2 separate regions of the Mus musculus genome follow, and region 1 is linked to region 2. The links are chromatin contacts, called in public HiChIP or PLAC-seq maps. All regions are on one chromosome and are shown on one strand. Each heading gives the region's core, a stretch centred on a gene start, on an enhancer-like site or on the middle of the called end of the contact. The rest is flanking DNA. Distances are from core to core; before and after follow the strand shown.

Region 1 (6,315 bases), core at 7-2,506, 86 kb after region 2:
TAACCACTGAGCCATCTTTCCAGCCCTTTAAATAAATACTGATTAAAAAAACATTTTATCTAAACTGGGTGGTGTTGGCTGAAATCTTTAATCCCAGCACTTGGGAGGCAGAGGCAGGCAGATCTCTGTGAGTTGCAGGACAGCCTGGTTTACAAAGTGAGTTCCAGGACAGCCAGGGCTACACAGAGAAACCCTGTCTCGAAAAACCAAAACCAAACAAAACCAAGCTTTCTGTGTATGGGTGTTTTGTCCACATGCATCTCTGTGCGCCATGTGAGCATAAGGGCAGTGTCCGTGGAGGGCAGGTTGAGTAAATGACCCTGTTGTTTGCTGCCCATAGTCCCAGATTCAGGGTCCCTGCTCTCTTCCTGTCCCTGGGGATTCTTCGCAGACCCTTTCCTGGGGCTGCGTTGAGTCCCCTGAGACTGGCATTATAGAAGGTGTGAGCCTCCATGTGGCTGCTGGAACTGAGCAGACATTAACTGGGAAAGCAGCCAGTGCTCCAACCACTGAACCATCTCTCCAGCCCCATTTAAAATTGTTGAAGCTGGGCTGGCGAGATGGCTCAGTGGATAAGAGCACTGACTGCTCTTCTGAAAGTCCTGAGTTCAAATCCCAGAAACCACATGGTGGCTCACAGTCACCTGTAATGAGATCTAATGCCTTCTTCTGGTGTGTCAGAAGATAGTTACAGTGTACTTATGTGGACCAGAGTGAACAGGGACTGAGCAAGCAGGGTTGACCGGAGTGAGCAGAGGTCCTAAAATTCAATTCCCAACAATCACATGAAGGCTCATGACCATCCGTACAGCTACAGTGTACTCACATACATAAAATAAATAAATCATTAAAAAAATAAAATAAGCTGGGCGTGATGGCGCACACCTTTAATCCCAGCACTCGGGAGGCAGAGGCAAGCAGATTTCTGAGTTCGAAGCCAGCCTGGTCTACACAGTGAGTTCCAGGACAGCCAGAGCTATACAGAGAAACCGTGCCTCAAAAAACCAAAAATAAAATAAAATAAAATTGTTGAGGCTGAATCTGTCTCCCTACCTTGCCCTGACTGTCCTGGCACTCACTCTGAAGCCCAAACAGGTCTTGGATTCATGAGTGTCCCACCCCAGCCCCTGAGTAACTGGGATTGCAGGCCTGAGCCACCAGGCTCAGCCCATAACTTCTTGAATGAAATCATCTCCGTCTTCTCCTCAGGCCCTGGGGAGCTGAACTCAAGGCCTACCACTGAGATACACCCTATGTCCCAAAATATTTTGTTAAAATATACATGTATATAATTTAGGGGTAGATGGGAGGAGCTGAGGCAGGTCAGGGAAGACCTTGCCTGACTCTTAAAGCAACAGGAAGGAAGCAATGACTTCTGGGACATTCTTCTTGTCTCATGGACAGGTGTGTGTGTGTGTGTGTGTGTGTGTGTGCCCGCGCGTGCCCGCCGGGTGTGTAGAGCTGCCTCCCAACCACTTCGGTCTATGGCTGCCAGGCTTTAAGCCTCCTTCTCCCCTTCTTTCATCACTGCCTCAGGAAAGGGTCTGTGCGGGACCTCCCCAGGGACAGAAGAACAGGAACCCTGCATCTGGGACTATGGGTTGCAAACAAATAGGGTCCTTCACCCAACCTGCCCTTAACTGCCTGGATATGCGCAGTTTCTTTTTAGGATTTGTTTTCTAAATGGGATTTCCTTAGACCGCCCTCGGAAGGGAGATCTATTTTTGGGAAAGAGCGGAGCAGGGCCTTGCCCAAGGCTGCATGGCCTCTTTTCCTTCTCCTTGGGACCCCATACAACCAGAGCAGGCATCTGAGACCCCCTTCCTGCCACCCGCCCCCAGCTGACTCAATTCCTAAGATCCTCTCCCTCTTCTGTAGATCTGAGGGAGGCCACTTGGCCTCTCCATGCCTCGGAGAGTCAGCTCACTAACAACAAAAGGATCAAATGAGATGTTTGTGAAAATACTTCGTAGGGGTGGCCGTTTCTCTTTCCCTAAATGCAAGCAGCCGCTGCGGGGTGGCAGCGCGGGAGGACTGGAAAAAGGTCGAAAGAAGGTGAGGATCAGCTGAGGGGGGCGATGGACCAACCGCAGCCATCGAGCGGCACCCAGAGGCCAGAGCGGAAACTGCATGCGGACTGCCAGGGGGCGGGGCGGCCAGGGGGCGGGGCCTGGAGGGCGGAGCCTAGCCCTCACCCGCATCTTCAGGTAAAGATGGCCAGGGCCAGCTAGGACAAGGCAGCCTGCCCCGAGATCCCAGAATTGAGCTAATCCCAGGCTATAAAGGACAGGGATGAAGTTCAGAGCGCCATCCAAAAAATAGAAAGCAAAGGCTGGAGAGTCTATTTGGCCCAGGCCCCTGCCTCCAATCTCCTTCATACAGGATGCATTGTGTCTTCTTGTGTTTGCTTTCTGTGAAAAATCTACCTGGAACAGAGTGTCCAGTCTCACCTCCACCCCGAGGTCACTTCCCCAGGTCGAACCCTCTCTAAGGAGCAACCCCACTGCAGACTGCCTCATATGTCTCTCCCTCTGCTCAGGCTGGGGGGAGGGAAACCACCCGCCTTAGTCACCCCAGATAATCACCTCTGGTCACTCACTGTCTGGCCTCTTCCTCCAAGTCACTCGGAGTATCTCTTAGACATTATCTCACCGTGCAGGCCTGGTGGGTGGGTGGGTGTCAGGGAGGGAGCAAGGGGGAATGCAGAGCCAGCTTTGAGCTGGAAGGGACTAACATATCTACTCGTCCTGCTTCCCAGTGTAAACTAAAAGATGACATCTGATCATAGGTGAGATAGAGGGCAGACAGCTGAAAGAACTTCTTAGGGGATTGTGATCGACTACAACTGGTGCCCACCGAACAGCATTTCTGAGCCAAGCGCTGTGAGGGCCTAACAGGAGGTCCATCCTTAGGAAGACATCATTCTTGTCTTATAGATGAGGAAATCAAGCTCAGTTGCCCAAGATAGGAGAGGGGAGGTGCTGAGATTCAAGCCTAGGGGTTCTAACTCCAGGGGATGCCTTCTAGTGAAGTAGTGGAACACTGAATCTGAGGCAAGAGCATACCTGGGTTGACCTCCTATATGACCCCTAAGGGCTAACTGGGTGACCTTCAGGTGTCTGTTGAAGCTACTGATATAGTCTACTCGAGCCTGACTAAGCCCCTCTCCCATCACCATGGAAGGCTTCCCTGTGAAGCCCTTCCCTGCTCAACCTCTGTTTCCCTGTTTGAGACAGCATCGGATGTAGTTCGAGGTAGCCTTATCCTTGCTATGTAGCCAAGGATACCCTGGAAGTCTTGATCTTCCTGCCTCTACCTCAAGACTGCTGGGAATGTACCACTATGGATACCTTACCCCAGCATCTCTGGTTTGTTTTGTTTTTTTGAGACAGGATTTCTCTGTGTATCCCTGGCTGTCCTGGAACTCACTTTGTAGACCAGGCTGGCCTTGAACTCAGAGATCTGCCTGCCTCTGCCTCCCAAGTGCTGGGATTAAAAGTGTGTGCCATCACTGCCTGGCTCTTCCCAAAATCATCTGTGACCTGAGAATTATGTCCTGTCTCATTCCCTGAACACACTGTCACACGCCACCCAGCAGTCTGACCCTACAAAGCCTGCAGGAAGGAGGGTACTGAAAGCATTCCACGCTGGGATCCGAGCATTTAATAGGGGTCATGAACTGCTGTGACCTGGGAAATTCCTCCTGCTGTCTGACCCAAATCCTTTCTCCAACAGAGTAGCTGGAGTTCTTCATGGAATGAGAGAGGCTGCCACAACCTGTGCCTTTGGTAGAGGTATGAGGGACAGTCCAGAGCTTTCACAGATAGCTTGATGGGACACTGGGTGCCACAGGGCCCTTCTCAGCCAGGATGGGAAAACAGATGTCCCATGTGTATCCTGGTCTGGAACTCAGTCATCATCCAGGGTTGTCCCTCACAACAGCTGTCAACGGGGACATGCCCAGGCTGCCTATCTGATGGGAGCCAGGCTTGCTCAGGTCCCTGGCCCCAAGAAATCCTCACCACCCAGCCCTTCTCCACTGCTGGCTTGCTGGTGTGGTTAGAACAGTACTGTTCAGCAAGTCTTCCAAGGGACCCTTGGGTTGCATGTAGGAGGAAGGCCGAGGAGGACAGTCTGAGCTGAAATGGTGGCAGAGCCTTGGGATCCATACCTCAGCCTTGAGGCAATGACTCTACAGGGTGGAGGGAGGTGCTCCAAGACCTCAGGAACCCAAGAGGTGGGGGTGGGTGGGGTGGGGGAAGATAGCTCTGTCCCAGGAAGAACTACTGGGATGGAGACCTCTTCTTCTCTCCCTCCTCCCATAAACACTGGATCATGGCAATAGAGGCTCACACACACACACACACACACACACACACACACACACACACACACACGTACTCTCTTGGGATGTAGACACCAGGCTTCCAGCAGAGGACAACAGTCCAGCTGTCCCCTTTCCAACCCTGCCATCCTGTCTTAAACCCACAATGCCAGAAAACTCTGTCACTAGCTACCCCTAGGACGTCCCCCTCAGCTGTGGGTCTGGTAGGAAGTCTCTGGTGTCTCTGTCCTGCTGCAGTTGTGCCTCCTTGTGAATCCCTGCCTCTGTGCAGAGCTTAGGGGTGCTGGACACTCAGTACTGTGTAATGAGAATCGTACAGGCTCTCTGGCAACTTCTCTTTTACTGACAGCATCCTTCCTGGGAGCTCTATGGGGAAACCTCACTCCTATGGGGGTTTCTCAGCTCTCTTGGCTACGCTGCCTGCAAATGGGGGTCCTGAACCGATCAAACCACGGGATGAATGGCAGGCAGGGTGCATAGGCTGGAATCTCCCAATCCTGGTCTCCATTTCCAGACTCTCCTCTTGTCTGGGTTCAGCTCACAGAGCTTTTGTGGGAATGGCCACCGTGTCAGGGTCACTAGAGCAGCGGCTCCTGGGGCAGACTGAAGATGCCACCCGCACAGATGCTTTGTATGGGTCAGTGATTCTAGCAGCAGCGATGCTGACCTCAGCAGAAGCTTACAGAAAATCCTGGCTCCAGGGGACCTAGAAACATACGCCTGGTATGGTGGTGCATGCTTGTACCTCCAGCACCCAGGAGACTGAAGCAGGAAGATAGACTGCAGGAGGTTCATCTGGGCCAGTTGCTGGAGGTGCACAGTGTGGAAGGTATCTTTGGGTATAACCTTGTTGATAGTTCTCTTTATATTAAAAAAAACAAAAAACTTTTTTTTTTTTTCAGTCAGGTTGCCTAGGCTACCCTCTATCTTCCTCAATAGATGAGGGTGACTTTGAACTTCTGATCCTCTTCCTTCCACATCCTGGCTGCTGGAGTCTCAGGTATATTCCACCACAGCCCGTTTGTGTGGTTCAAGGAAAGGAACCCAGGTCTGGGTGCAGGCTAGCAAATGCTCTATCAACTGAGTTATGTCCTCACCCTTAGCTCTCTGCATTGGCGTGTGTATGCCAAACCATGATATCACAGACATTATTGCTCTGAAGTGTTTATTTCTTTATCATATGTCACAAACATCTACAAAGCAGTTTCTATGCCCAGGCACCCTTCTGGCTACTTTCCAAATAACGCTATGAGGCAAGTGCTATTAGCCCCATTTCACAGGTGAGGAAACAGAGGCACAGGGATTCGGGGATGGGCCCAAGTCACACCCCTCATAAGTGGCAAAGCTTAGCCTTCAGCTTGGACTGACATCAAATCTGTTGGCACCAAAAGAGTCTAAGGTGCAAAAAAAACCGGTGATGGGTGTTTCTGCTAGTGGCTCGTGGGAGGCACAGTGTGTAAGGGATATCCCTAGAACTTTTCATGGGCCTCTTTCACTGGATAATTGTTAGTGACGATCCACTTAAAGGAAAAAGAAACATTTCCCAAGCCCCTAGGAAGTGCAACTCCCTTGCCCTGATCCAGTCTGTGCTGGCACTCGAAAGGGCAAGGTACATCGGTAGAATCCTCCGAGCGCTAACTGGAGTCCCCCCTCTACGTCCTCTGATGTCTCCACCCACTGCCTCCATTAGACTCCTCGCTGTCCCGTCTCTAGGAGCTGCACACTGGCAGAAACCACAGACCATATGCCTTAAGCTCAGCTTGTGGAGAGAGAGTTACTCAGAGCCTCTGTGCCCAGGCACTGGGCTGAAACAACTATCAGAGGGAAAACACGCGGGGGTTGGGGGGTGCAGAGACACACTCCTGCATGCCCATCGCTCAGAACGCTGAGGCAGGAGGATCGCCTCAGATACAAGGCCTGCCTGGGTTACCAAACCCCTTGGCTTCTACATCTTACATCTCTGCTCCTTC
Region 2 (5,910 bases), core at 2,879-5,378:
TGGTGCAGGCCAGGAATAATATTTGTTTTCTTCCTGGTTTGGATCCTAGGGCTGTGCTTGGGGCTGCAGTCATTTGAAGGAGAGGGAGTGGCAAGATTGTGGCCGTCCAAAGCCCCTGATCTAACTCTCTGCTTTGGAGAGCCAGGCTTCCACACCATTCTTTCCCTTTTTCTCCTTCGGTGTCTTGTCTTCTGAGAAAATCCATCTGGAGCTGGTTTCCTCTCCTCCCAGAAGGGGAGCAGGTGCTCGGGTCCTGGGCTTGACAGGAGGGCTGAAGTCTGACCAGCCTCCCTCCAGACTCACATCATCTGAGGCAGTGCCAGCACATCTGGGGAGCGATGCTGATACCAGGCACCAAAGTGGCTGTTGTCATAGCCACTGGAAGGCAGGGTGTCTGCCTTGGGTAGACCCCAGATGAATGGTAGGGCTGGAGAGTGGGGAGACAGGGAGGGGGGTCTCCCAGAGAAGTCCTCTTCCGGCTCCCCAGAGCTCTGTTTCAGGAGCTTCTTATATTTGGAGCGTTTGTTCTGAAACCAGATCTTTACCTTTGAGAGGAAAAGAGGACGGATTAGGAGTGTCTATGAAAGGTGTGGGAAGGGACCTGGCCACAGAGAGTGAGTCCTGGGAACCTTTGCTCCAGCTCTTCAGTTCTGGAATCCCCCAGTCTCAGCTTCCTGTCTGGGCACACTCCTCTTCTTGAGTCTCATTCTCCTCTAACATGTACCCCCCAACTCATGCTGTGGACCAGCTATGGGCACTGCTTATCCAAGAGCCGTGTCAGCAAAATTGTGGGACTCCTTTGTGGGTTCTCAGAGGGCAGAGAATGGGAAGTTTTGCCTTGAGCAGGGACAGGACTGGCCCTACCTGGGTTTGGGTGAGTCCGAGTTGTGCTGCCAGCTGAGCTCTCTCGGGCAGGGCCAGGTATTGGGTGTGCTGGAAACGCTGGTTCAGGTGTTGGAGCTGCAGGCTAGAGTAGATGGTTCTGGGCTTGCGCAGCTTCCTGGTCAGGGACTGCTGCTGGGAGGGCACCAGAGACAGTGCCAGCTTCTCTGATTCTGGGAGGCAGAAGAACACTAAGCTGTAAGCATGCAAAGGGACCAGGTGAGTCGGGCATTTCTTAATAAGCTCATCGCATCCCACACCATGGGCAATCAGCAAAAACAACAGCAGCCTTCACTATCAACCTGAGTCTCGGTGTGTGTGTGCAGTGGAACAAGCCTTGCCTATCCCTGCCATTTCAACACCAGCAACAGTCAATACAAGCTTCAGCTCTTGAGTTCTTGTCCTGCTGAAGCTACCACTATAGGACCTAAGAACACAAATCGCCAAGGGCCAGGGTAAGGGTGCCCAGGCTCCTGCAGGGTGGCAGGGTGCTGGTATGTTGGTTGGTGGACCTGCTTAGAATAGAACAGGGCAAAAGACTCGTGGAGAGCTGAGCTAAGGTCTGGAGATGAGCAGAGCAGTGTATCAAAGACTCAAGAAACCTAAGAGTAATACTCAAAGTTTCAGGGATCTAGAAACAAGATGTATTTCCTGCGGGCCCCAGCGCGGTTGCTTCAGAAGGAAAGTGATTCAGGTCCGGAAAGCTTAATGTTCCGCCAGCAATACGGGTTGTTATATTGTCATCGCTGGGCTGTAGGCTGTAGCAAAAGGTCTGGTGTCCCCCACAGGCCCCCAACTCCCACTATTATAGGAAGCGGCTTCAGGTTGGCGTCAAGATTGAGGGCATGGGTTTCCATTCTTGAAACCGGGGCCCCGACCTGGACCACTTTATGGGATACTGAGACTGTGCAAGGGGATGAGAAATGGGAAGAGGCAAAATGCCTGCCCGGGATGACAAAATGTTGGGGTGACAGCTGCCTCTTTCCGTGCAGGTCTACTATGAGGACCCCAGAATAGAGCGGGTGAGATGTCCCTGCCTGTATCCTGGCAGCAGTAGCAGCTTCTGTCCTTCAGCTCCCCATCCATTCTTAGCTGGGTTCACCCAACAGATGTTAGGGTCTCTGCTCGTGGGCCGCAGTCACCACTGCCTTCACCTCCCCCACATCCCTCACCGGTGGCCTTGGGGGCTGTGGTCCTCAAATCCTGTCCCCTGGATTCCAACCTCAGCCAATTCCCAGAAAAACCATTGGGTTTCCGCTCCCGCTCCCGCTCCCGCCCGCGCTCCCGCCCGCGCCTGTCTTGTCTCTCCTACTCCGACTTCTACTGCTCACCCGGGGCCGGCAGCCAAGCGACAACCCATGCCTTCTTGGCTGCCTGGACCGCGCAGTTCGGGTAATAGCGAGCAGAGCGCGAAGGAAGACAGCCTGGACTGCTGAACTCGCAGAGCAGATCACCTTCCAGGTGCCTTCCGGAACAGCTGCCTTTTTCCACACTAGTTTTGGCAAGTCACAACTGGATCTACCCCGGTCGGTCGCGATAACGGGTCCCCAGGGCCTCCGTGGAGGCGCGGCAGCCACACCCGCAGCCCCAAAGGGGTGTTGCTGAGGCTCTTTCTGAGCCAAATGCCTCCCTGGGACGGAGGTGCACCCGTAGTATGGGCGTAGGACACCCCAAGCCCTCTCTCGTACTCCAATCATTCATTCAAGAATGGGCGGCGGCCCGCATAATTTCAATAGCGAAATGCTACGGTATATTTTTTTTTTAAAGAATCTGTTTGTGAACATGGAGTCTCTGTTTTGTTTTATTTTATTTTATTTTTTCGTTGTATCCGGGTAAAGTACGTAATAGAAAGAATTCTTCAGTCCATTGTTCTTGGACCAAGCTAGGGAAGGCATATGGAAGACAGGTCCACCTTATTGCCAGACAGGTCTCCCAATAAGGACAGGTTCTTCCTCTCCAGTCCCAAAATGCACACTGTCTGTCCTCATGTGCACACACAGGACGGATAGCAGGTTGCCCGACTTGTCCTCAAACTCAGGACCCCCCTTGCCTTTACTTCCCCAGTGTATATTAGTATATCTAAAAAGAAGAGTCCAAGCGGTTCCTTTGTAGATCTGTATGCAAAACTCTGCCACTCAGACGGACTGTCCCTCCTCCAAGGAGACCCAGCAACCTAGCAGGCCCACCCCCACTCTGCTCCAGAAAGCTGTTAACTTTCTGGGGTCCTGAGAAGTTCCTAAAGTCCCCTTTCCTGGCTCCGTCCATTGAGGAAAGTGAACTTGCCCTGGTCCAGGAGCCTGGAAAAAAAAGTTGTGTCCTGGATCTATCTATATGCATTCCTTCTATCTCAGTTTCTCCAACCATAGAACAAGGAATGTGAGCCTCTATTCTAATGTGGTTTTGGTTGGGGGTGTATGTGTCATGAATTTATGCCAGAATGACCAGGGAAAAGGAGAGAAACATCTTGGTTTGGGGCTGATTATGTGAAGTCACATCACAGACTTGCGCATCTTCGAGGACTATGCCAAGAACAATTGGACCATTTTGATGTTCAAGGAGTCAGTGGGTCTATGGAGAGCATCCTCGTACTGCCAGCCAGGGTCTGTCAGTTGGGCTGTGCATAGGTCGGAGCTAGGAAGGCCAGCTGCTCCCCTGTCTTCACCGAAGCCTTCCAGTGGAGCTCAGATTTGCTGCAGGCAACCGAAGCTGGGTCTAATGTATCCCAAAGTTAAAGGTGGAGATGGTAAAGATGTCTTAGGCACAAGGCAGAGGAGGCCAGGGAAAGAGCTGGAGACTGGTAGACCAGCCTGTAAGTTTATTATTTGAGCAACAGTTGGTGGGGGTCTTATACCCAGATCCTGCAGGGTATAGGCACCTCCAGGAAAAGGGGGTGGGGCCCAGGAAAGGAGAAGGAACCCAGCCTAGTTGTCTACCTATCTCCAACTGGAAACTGATTTCTGTTTAGTAGTGTTTGATTTATATACTGGTTTCTGAGACCAGAACTCAAAAGGGATGATGTCGGAACGGAGTGAAGGATGAGGAGAATCACAGGGAAGGGGTTAGATCTCCACCTCTCCATCTGGATTAGGGCAAATTTCCGTTACACAGGTACTCACACAGCTCCACTGCTCCAGGGGGTGGGGTAGGGAGCCCTCCCGCCTGGCTTTTCAAAACTGCAAATCGAAACCAGGTCGAATTTAAAAAGGAGACCTAGATCAACTTGCCTCCGCTCCTCCCCCATCCTTCGCCCTCCCCCTACCGCAGATTCCTGGGTATCGGAGAGAGAAGCGTTTGAATCCCTCTAGTTGCGCGCAAGCAGAAGAACGCGAAATTTATGCAAAGACAACCCAGACCCCAGAGGTGAGGAGAGCCGCCGCGGTCACACTTACCTGCTTCGAGCTCCTGCGGGTGTTCAGCCGGCCTGTGAAAGGGCTGAGATGGCGCCACCAATTGTTGCTGGCGGGGCAGGTAGGAGTCTCCTGGGGTTGCCGGCCCAGGGTGGGAATAGGACCGGGGGTGGCCGTAGGACTGGGAGTAGGACAAATCGGGAGAAGCTGCGGTTCCCGGGGATAGTCCGAGCGGGTAAGCAGCCACTACCGACAGGGCGGGGGCGAGGTCCGGGAAGACAACGTTGGAGGCACCACGGTCAGGAAGGGGACAGGGTAAAGAGGTCATTGCGGCCGGTGCCGGGCCACAGGGCCTAGGTCATGGCCCGCACGCTGTCTACTCTTTCTGCCAGCTCCTTTCAAAGTCTCCAGCTCCAGCAAGCCACTCTTACACTTCAGATGCCTGGAAAAATGTCTCTCTGAGCCTCTTCCGGCAGAGAACTCGCACCCGGGAAAGGGTTTTTTGGGGTACCCCGTGGTTTTACCCTTCCCCATCTTTTCCTCTGGGTTCGGTTCCCGGGACCCCAGGGGTCCCCCGCCCACTTAGACACCCCGGATTGGCTATTCCTTGGTGACCTCAAGCTGAGCCCGCCCCCCACCCCTCGTGTTAGCGTGCACCGGGAAACGGGAGGGATGCGAGCTCCGGACCCCACATCCCTGCATCAACTCCGAGTTCCTGGGGAATCGGTAGAGTCAGGAAGTCTCAGTAACGATGTTCAAGGTGCTAGGAAATTGGGCCTGGGATGGCTAGGGGACGAGGGAAGCTGCGCGGTAACTAGAGACGCTTTGGAGACTCAGAACCTGTGTGCGCGTCGCGCGGGTCTGCATGGCCCCACGCTGCCAGGGCTCTGCGAGGGAGTGGAAAAAGCAGCTAGCCAGCGCCGGCCGCTTATTCAGCGCGTCGGAATGCGTAGCTGCAGAGCGATGGCAGTTTGTTGGTAAACAGACGCTGGGGCCTGGAGGGTGCCGCCTGGCGCCCAGCCTGCCCCGCACGCGCGTGGCGCGCACGCCCCCGCCGAGCGCCCAGAGCCTGGCACGCCGCGACCGCCGCCACTGCGCCTCACCACCCCCAATGCAAGCTTCCGCTTCCGGCAGGGGCCCCGGTTTAGTTGCGACACCACAGCTCCTGCAGGCCCTTGAGGCTGCTGGAGGGAATCTGCTGTCTGGGATTCGCCTGTACCGAGCCCCGCCTTTTCTGGCACTCTGCAAAATGTAGCCTCCCAGGAACTGGGGCAAAATCTGGGAGTGGGGATGAATCTAGTTTGATGGCTCCTGGGAGGGCACAGAAAATATGGCTAACTCCATTGTACTTCCAGACTGTGTTCGGGACCTGTCTCTTAGCAGGACAGGAGGCCTTAATGAACACCATGTATGCAAGCATCTGTTGCCACGTGCACAAAAATACATAGAGTCTTCATCCAACATATATTGTTACATACCAATATCCCTCTACGAAAAGAGGCTCATTTATGGACCGGCAAACACAGACTTTAAGGTGTGGTGTATATACAGCTGCATCCCCAACCATGGGCAACTCTTTGAATAAAAGCACAGGATTGAGGTGGATGAGATGGCTCAGCAGACAAGAGATGAAGAGCAATTAGGTTGCCACCAAGCCTGACCATCTGAGTTGGAGTCCCCA

The links. HiChIP or PLAC-seq counts read pairs in DNA pulled down with a chosen protein or histone mark.
Region 1: a contact with region 2 is called in an H3K4me3 HiChIP or PLAC-seq map of craniofacial prominence, with 4 times the contacts expected there. The contact joins the enhancer-like site here to the promoter of Dlx4os in region 2. A contact is called at or near these places in 15 of 39 promoter capture datasets (the 3T3-L1 cell line, HPC-7-derived erythroid cells, the SN4741 cell line and 8 more), 1 of 15 datasets of contacts at CTCF or cohesin (CD8 T cells), 13 of 484 Hi-C or Micro-C datasets (the 3T3-L1 cell line, 3T3-L1-derived adipocytes, bone marrow-derived macrophages and 8 more), 23 of 115 datasets of contacts at active chromatin or transcription factors (the 230-238 cell line, astrocytes, bone marrow-derived macrophages and 17 more) and 3 of 9 other capture datasets (adipose tissue, liver and pancreatic islet).

The regions. Positions count from the first base shown.
Region 1 is chr11:95,230,030-95,236,344 of GRCm38.p6, forward strand. All of the region lies in intron 1 of Gm11515 (a long non-coding RNA gene), which reads right to left. Among named protein-coding and RNA genes, the nearest start is that of Gm11515, 27 kb to the right of the region's middle. Within about 2 kb of position 1,257, at least 17 of the 459 cell types and tissues checked have an H3K27ac peak or open chromatin away from gene starts, as enhancers often do.
Region 2 is chr11:95,140,925-95,146,834 of GRCm38.p6, forward strand. Dlx4os (distal-less homeobox 4, opposite strand) reads left to right here and starts at 4,129. Exons shown (of 3, transcript NR_040279.1): 1 at 4,129-4,350. It overlaps Dlx4 (distal-less homeobox 4), which reads right to left and starts at 4,877. Exons shown (of 3, transcript NM_007867.4): 1 at 4,272-4,877; 2 at 865-1,055; 3 at 1-545. The coding sequence starts at 4,557. The coding sequence ends at 300.